Linked DNA regions of Mus musculus: region 1 is linked to region 2. Evidence: chromatin contacts called from public Hi-C data. All regions are on one chromosome and are shown on one strand. Each heading gives the region's core, a stretch centred on a gene start, on an enhancer-like site or on the middle of the called end of the contact. The rest is flanking DNA. Distances are from core to core; before and after follow the strand shown.

Region 1 (3,736 bases), core at 314-2,813, 270 kb after region 2:
CACTTGAACCCAGGAATTTGAGGCCAGCTTGGGCAAGACAGCAAAGGAGAGCAAGCCTCAGTCGATGAAGCCTACAAATCACCAATGCAGGTGATGTTCACGGACCTTCTTGGGCTAGGTGACATTGGTAAACATCACTGTAAGAGATGTGACTGAGAGAAATGGAGGCTGGGGCCTAGAGAGAAGCTCAGTGACTGGGGGAAGTGAGAGACCGAGTCTAGCTCCAACTTCTCCAGCTCCAGCCACCAGAATTTATTTCCTCTGAGGCCCCAAGTCACCGGGACAGAAGGTCGCTCTCAAGCCCTGTCCTCTAGTCCGTTTTCCAACCCTGCTGCCAAAAACCACACAGCTCAATTCAGCCCAGATGTCAGGTTGGTAGAAAAGGGCATGATACCAGGCCCTAGGTAATCCACCAAGCAGGCAGAGTGGGAGCCACGGCCCCGCCTCTCCCAGGGCCTGCAGGGAGTACAGAAGTGGGCTGGGTATGCAGGTGTTTGAACAGACACTCCAAATCCTTGGCCAGGTATGGTCCAAGAGCCCACAGTAGCAGCACTCAGAGGCAGAAGGGATGGGGATTGTGGCTAGCCTGCTCTACACAGAGACACAGTTTCAAAAACAAATGTATCAGGCATGGGAGCTCAAGCCTGTCTGTCATCCCAGCTGTTGAGATGCCAAAGCGGTGGGTAACAGAGTTCAAGGCCAGCCTGGACGCTACATAGCAAGATACTATCTCTAAATGGATTACAGATAGATAGACAGACAGATGATAATCAATAGATAAATACATAGTTGACAGATAAATGATAGATGATTGATAGAACTTGCTCTCTCTCTCTCTCTCTCTCTCTCTCTCTCTCTCTCATTTCAAGGCAGGGTTTCTCTGTGTAGCCCCAGCTGTCGTGGAACCTGCTCTGTCAACCAGGCTGTCCTCGAACTCACAGAGCTCTGCCTACCTCTGCCTTCCAAGTGCTGAGATTAAAGGCACTTGCCACCATCACCCGCATCACCTGGCTCTCCCAATTTTAAATGTCTGAGATTCTATGCAACTCAAACAGTATGTCCACAGCCACGGGAGCAGAGGGGGGCACCTCTGAGGTTAAATACCTTGGCCTACTCCCCGCCACTCGGCTGTGGATGTTCCTAGCATTTCAGAACAGCCATGTGTGAACGAGTGGATCACTGTCCTTGGGCAGTCTGAACCCAAACACTCTGAACTCCAACTCTGGGGACAGTGCACTGCTGAGGTGACAAGACAAACCCTCAGCTACCTTGAGCACTCGGACGACTGTGACCCCACTAACTTTCTCCCTCAGGCAGACACCCCAGGAGAACTAACAGCTGGGGGTAAGTGCTAGAGGGACTTCCCTTAGGCTGCATAGCTCCTTTCTGAGTCGTTCTCCCCCTCCCTCTTCTTCCTTCTCCTCCCTCTTCTCCCTTCTCCTCCCTCTTCTCCCTTCTCCTCCCTCTCCTCCCTTCTCCTCCCTCTCCTCCCTCTTCCCCTCCTCCTATTATTGTGCATGTGACCAAAAGTGCAAAGGCGCCAAGGCAGGCATGGTGGTCAGAGGTCAATGCTCCGTAGTCAGTTTTCTGCTTCTGTCATGGAATTTGGGGATCAAGGTCAGGTCCTGAAGGCTTACATAGCAAGCACTTTCACCCCCTGAATCATTTCACCACTCTCCTTCCTTCTTTTCTTCCCTTGATTTGTCTTTCAATTACATTTAAACTGTTTTAAAATTCATTTATTATGAAAGTAATCAGGTTTACTGTTGGAAATTTGGGGATATATACCAGTGGGAGGGAAGCCAGGGAAGCCTTCCTCACTAGTAAGCTGCATCTATCCAGTACCTGGCCACTCAGCACCCCTAGGAGGTGACTTGGTGTTTGTCAGTGACAGACTCTGTAGCAAAGTCTTTAGGGAAGAGCCTCCCATGCCCAGCTGAGCTGGCGGGTGGGGAGTAGCCAGGGCTGAGATAGCCTGCGCCCTCTGCTGGCAGCTGGTGGACATGGCTTCAGGCAGCGGTTCAGGTCAGTGGCTCTCAGAGGTTCTCAGATTCAGTTGGGGCTGGAGAGGGGAACCGAAGGACTAGTGCAGGTTTAGGGTCCAGCCATGGTGTCACAGGTAAAGAGCCTGTAGCCAAACCTGGTACCTACAGGAGCCCACTCTGACATCTACACATCTGCTGTGACTCACCTCCTTCAGCCCCATCCCAGGAAATAAACGTGAAAGGAAATAAAACGTAACTACAGGTTTCAGGTCAAACTCACTAAAGGTCCTGCCACCCTCAGTTCCACATCCCCGTTATCTCCACTGTATCCAGACTGCACTGCTAAGAACGAGGACAGAGCAGCTTCCAGAAGATGCTCATCTTTTTTTTTTTAATTTAATTTTATTTTTTTAAATTATTTTTGACAATGCTCATCTTGACTTCTTGCACAGGTAAGCCTTAGATGCTTTCGAGAAGTACTACAGAGAGCAACTCCAGGCTCTAGAGAGCCCAGCCCAAGGAGGACTGAGCTTGAACAGCGAGCAAGGGCAGAGGAGCTGAGACGGGAGAAGGCAGAGCTGTTCAGAGCCAGCCAAGGAAGGAAGGAGGCAAGAAGAGCATGGTACCCTTGGGAGAACTAAGATTGTTGGACTGTGTCAGCCAGAATCCTTCCTGGAGGAAGGACCAGAAAAAGCCTAACTTGTTCTCCGAGCACCGGGCTGTTGAAGGAATCTTCGCGCCTTGCTAAAACAAGCAGACACTTGTGGGGGAAATCTGACAAGAAACACAGGAAAGCAGACAGGCAGATGGGAGACATGGTGAATAGGCTCCTTCTGCTCTCTGCCTGTCCTGGAGGCAGTCTGTTTAGACTCGTCTAAAACCCTGCAGTATGGCACTGTTTCAAGATGCTCCAATAGGACGACACACACACTTCAGGTCCCTCGCTTGGGCGTTTACCTGCCCTGGGTCCCTGGGTGATGATGCTGACCTGCTTTGATCAGCCATTGCTGGGCAGCAAAGGAGACTCCATCCTCCTAGCCTGGGCTTCCAGCTGGAGGGAGGGAGGGAGGGGACAGACATGGAGAGAGACAGAGGCAGGATCTCTTGTATTCCACTTTGGTCTACATAGCCAGTTCCATGGGCCAGTCAAGAGCTACATGGTGAGACTTATCTCAAAACAAGAAGTAGGGTTTAGAGATCTTCACCTCCTTCAGCCCTCAGCAGCTAAGCTCTTCATTCTAAAATCCCAAAAGCCTAAAGAGGGGCTTGGGGCTGTCACTCAGGATAGGGCTCCGCAGGTGACCTTATTAAAATGCAGGGTCAGATGAGCGTGAGGGCCTGGGCCACGGAGGCTGTGAGTGAGGCCCACAGCTGCTGGGCACATCGAAGTCCATGTCACACGTACAGCTGTCGGGCCTGTCTTAGAGCGACTCCTTGCAGGTCAGACCTTGCAGGGAGGCCCTGGAGAGTCCAAGCGCTCTGAATTTTGTCACAGATTCAAGAAGCAACACCCCTCAGGGCTGATGGCAGAGCTGGGGGCTGATGCCTACCATGTGGTACGCGTGGCCAGACCACAGGGCTCCTGGTGGACCACAGAACAACAGGGGTGGCTTTCCTTGGCAAGTGCTTGAGGGCTAGGGATGGCTAAGTGGTTAATTACGATACAAACCTCAGAACAGGAGCTGGGGGTCCTCAGAAGCCACACAAGGACCACGTGCACACCTTCAGTTTCAGGCCCTGGAGGCAAGCAC
Region 2 (3,729 bases), core at 724-3,223:
CTAGGTTAACGTCTGGAAAGCTGGCTCTGGTTGTATTTAAAACATTTATCAGAGCTACAAAGTTGAGTACTGGACCAGCCTGGGCTAGAAAAAAAGAAAGGGCAACTTTGTGATATGCTAGTACAGGTGCTCATGTGCCACTCCAGGGCAGCTCCCAGGATCAGATCTCTCTGCTATGTGGATTCCAGACTCCGGTCAGACTGAGTAGAGAAAACCCACTGAGCCATCTTGCCAGCCCAAATCATCGTTTTAATAAGTGGTGTCACTGCCCTGAATTCTACCAATCATAACTTCTGTGATTTTGCCTGTATTCTACCCAAAGTACCACTGGTCACGTGGTCACATGGCACTCTATGTGGCAGTTGATGCAAACCACAGTAATTTACCAAATGTAGTTTTGGAAATTTTTCTATGGAAAGGACAAAAATCCCTTAGAATAAGATGTACAGGTGTTTTCTCTGAAAGTATGTATGTGTATCTCATGTGTGTGCCTGGTACCAACCAGGCCAGAAGAGTGTGACAGATCCCTGGGACTGGAAGAACAAACAGTTGTTAACAGCTATGCAGGTGCTGGGAATCAGCTAGTGATCTTGATTTCCAAGTCATTTCTCCAACCTAAGAAATGTAAGGGTCTCAACTTGTGGCTCATGGCCTCTTGAAGTTGCATGTAGGTATTTGCATTACAACTCATAATGGTAGCAAATTTAGTTATGAAGTAGCAACAAAATAATTTTAGGGTTGTGGGGAGGTCACCATAGCATAAGGACCTGTATTAAAGGGTCACAGTGAGAATCACTTTCCTGAGGGCAAGAAAGAAGTCAGGAGCTCTCTCTTCACCAGAGGTTACTGTGGTCAAAACTCAGAGATGAACCAAGAAAAAAATTCACCATTTCTCCAAATCCTTCATTTAATATCAGGTAATGCTTCAACTCACACACACAGTATTCATATCATAGAGAAGAGGGCCCCAAGGGCCCCTGAGTGAGTCATGCATGATGCAGTAAATAAAGTCTTGGCCCAACCCAGAGAAATCGGTCACTGTCTTAGAAGGAGGATACCACACTCTTTCTCCTCATTTTTCCTTCCTAGATGGACTTAGTCCATGGAAGAAGAAAATTTCAATCAGTGGAACTGAGGAGGCCCTGGAGGGTAGATCAGGTTGTAGTTTTATAAAATATGTTTTAAGAAAAAATAGGCCAGGCCTCCCTGCAGCAGCCCAGATGTTGGCTGGTCCAGTGGCCTGGACTCTGTAGCTAGAGGGGAAGGGTGACTGCTGGGCACTGGGGCAGGTCTAGGATGGAGCAGCAGAAGACCTTCCTGTGAACATGAACATAAATGGCCGCTCCCCCTTAGCCCAGTGGCGCTGCAGGGAAGCTGCTGAGAGCCACAGCTGTGCACGTGTCCAGCGAGACCAATTATGGAGACTAATGCAGTGAGTTAATTAAGTCGTTCATTGAGGGCTTAGTTTTCAGAGACAAGAAAAAACAAACTTCACCCCTTAAGCAGATACACTCCACTCTACCCAATTATCTGTAACAAATGCTTCATCTCAAAAAACCATAGACCTTGGCTCCTGCCAAGGCTTAAGTGCAGGAAACAGCGAGTAATCCAGCTCTTCTCTTCTAGCCCAAGCCCTAGTCAGCAAGACGGTTGCAGATCTCGGAGACAGACATCTGCGGTGAGGAAGGCAGCTATTGAAGTTCAGGAGCAAGAGACAGTTTGCAGTCAGTGCTGTCAGTTCCCTTTTCTACTGATGTCTTCTTCCTTCAGGGCAAACTTCCTCCTGAGGACCTCAGAGATGAGGACAGCAGGGTCTTCTTCCTTCAGTAAACTCCGGCTCCTGAGACACAAGAACCTGTATTTAGGGAGCCCTTGCTCTGTTCTGGGTCATGGTGTATGTGCACTCTTTACCCTGAATCTTCACAGCAGCTCTGGGAAGCACTTACCAGCGCATGTTCCCACGCCTATGGAAGATTCGGCACGCAGAGCTGGAGTTACAGTCTCTGTTTGGCCTACCTGATCTGGACCCATCTCTTAACTAGAATGCCTATATTTCTTACACAGCTACAAAATATGGGTAAAATCAAGGCCTATCAATTAGTTGGAGTTCTGATCTTATCTCAAAAGGGTCTTCAGTAAATGACTGATGGCTCAGCCATTCTGATCCTTACTAGTCCTGGAGACACGACATCCTGGAGATCTTTTACCACCATCTTCCCTTAAGTGAGCTGTTTGGTTGTGGGTTCCTCCCAACCCCCGCCCTTAAAAGACCAAAATCATCTACATTATAAGGAACTGTGGGAACAAATTGAACTCTAAAGTAGGCACACATTTATATAAAAGAGCATCCTGGATGCTCTGGAAATAGTTGTCTGAAGCTGCTAATTTTTACACTTATCTCCTGAAGGTGTAATTTAACTGGTCTTTGAAGAAATACCTGAAGGTCAAAGATTAACTTCAAATCTGAAAGTAAAACAAGGATTGTCTTTGGTCTATCACATTATCTGAACTTTTGCTGACCTGGCTAACGGAATCATTCTTTCTTCTATTAGAGAAAAAGATGCCAAGACACATGTGGGACAGGTTTGGCAATGGTTTGGATATAATTTGCTCTAAGAAGCCAAATACTAGAAGCTGAGCTGGTGACAAATGTCTCTGTTTGTAGAACTCGGGAAGCAGAGGCTGAAGGACCACAAGTTCAAGACCAGCTTGAGCTACACAGACAAGAGGCAAGGTTTAGAACAATGAGTAGAAGAAAAGGGGATCAAGCTGGGTGTGGTGGTGCTTTAATCCCAGCACTCGGGAGGCAGAGGCAGGCGGATTTCTGAGTTTGAGGCCAGCCTGGTCTACAGAGTGAGTTCCAGATCAGCCAGGACGACACAGAGAAACCCTGTCTTGAAAAACAACAACAAAAAAAAAAAAAAAAAAAGAGAGAAAAGAAAAGGGGATCAGGGTCAACCAAAACGAAGTGACGCAGCAGCTGAATTTGGGGGAGTAAGAGATCAGAGAACCCTTACGTGTCAGATAGGAAGGCTGGAGTGGCAAGCTTTTTGCCCAGCACTCACAAGGACAGTTATACTGGGCACCCACCACCAAGTTCCACCTCCAACTAAGGTGCTCAAGAACAAGGCCCTCGGGGCTGGTGAGATGGCTCAGTGGGTAGGAGCACCCGATTGCTCTTCCGAAGGTCCGAAGTTCAGATCCCAGCAACCACACGGTGGCTCACAACCACCCGTAATGAGATCTGATGCCCTCTTCTGGTGCGTCTGAAGACAGCTACAGTGTACTTACATATAATAAATAAATGAATAAATCTTTAAAAAAAAAAAAAAAAAAAAAGAACAAGGCCCTCTGTAGAGTCACTCGGTACATCTGGAGCAGCTGTGAAGGACAGGATCCCCCAGGCAGCTGCAGAGCTTGTCTAGCAGGAAGCTTCTCAGGGGCTCCGAGAATGGCCTTGCTTCAAACTCCAGGCCTGCTCAAATTCCCTCAGGCTTGAACAAAGTCCCACAGCTTCATTCTCTGGGCATTCTGCTTTGTAAGTTTAATGTGTACAAATCAGGGCCGGGCGTGGTGGCTCACGCCTTTGATCCCAGCACTTGGGAGGTAGAGGCAGGCAGAACTCTGAAAATTCAAGGCCAGCCTGGGCTTTACAGGAGGACCTTGTCTCAAAACACAAACCAACCAACAAACACCGCCCTAAATCAGTTTTGGTAAGCAGCCAGATTT

Evidence for each region. A called contact is a pair of places that touch in the nucleus more often than the background predicts.
Region 1: a Hi-C map of bone marrow-derived macrophages shows a contact between it and region 2, with 21 read pairs. The contact joins two enhancer-like sites. A contact is called at or near these places in 14 of 39 promoter capture datasets (the 3T3-L1 cell line, 3T3-L1-derived adipocytes, the C10 cell line and 8 more), 17 of 484 Hi-C or Micro-C datasets (CD4 T cells, the MNK3 cell line, Th1 cells and 12 more), 17 of 115 datasets of contacts at active chromatin or transcription factors (the SCID.adh cell line, astrocytes, bone marrow-derived macrophages and 11 more) and 3 of 9 other capture datasets (adipose tissue, liver and macrophages).

The regions. Positions count from the first base shown.
Region 1 is chr4:134,797,513-134,801,248 of GRCm38.p6, forward strand. No RefSeq gene overlaps it. Among named protein-coding and RNA genes, the nearest start is that of Ldlrap1, 31 kb to the left of the region's middle. Within about 2 kb of position 1,564, at least 33 of the 459 cell types and tissues checked have an H3K27ac peak or open chromatin away from gene starts, as enhancers often do. A contact at or near this core is called in bone marrow-derived macrophages, where this site is marked.
Region 2 is chr4:134,524,673-134,528,401 of GRCm38.p6, forward strand. It overlaps Mtfr1l (mitochondrial fission regulator 1-like), which reads right to left. Exons shown (of 7, transcript NM_029759.4): 7 at 883-1,840. The coding sequence ends at 1,735. Among named protein-coding and RNA genes, the nearest start is that of Mtfr1l, 8.8 kb to the right of the region's middle. Within about 2 kb of position 1,974, at least 29 of the 459 cell types and tissues checked have an H3K27ac peak or open chromatin away from gene starts, as enhancers often do. A contact at or near this core is called in bone marrow-derived macrophages, where this site is marked.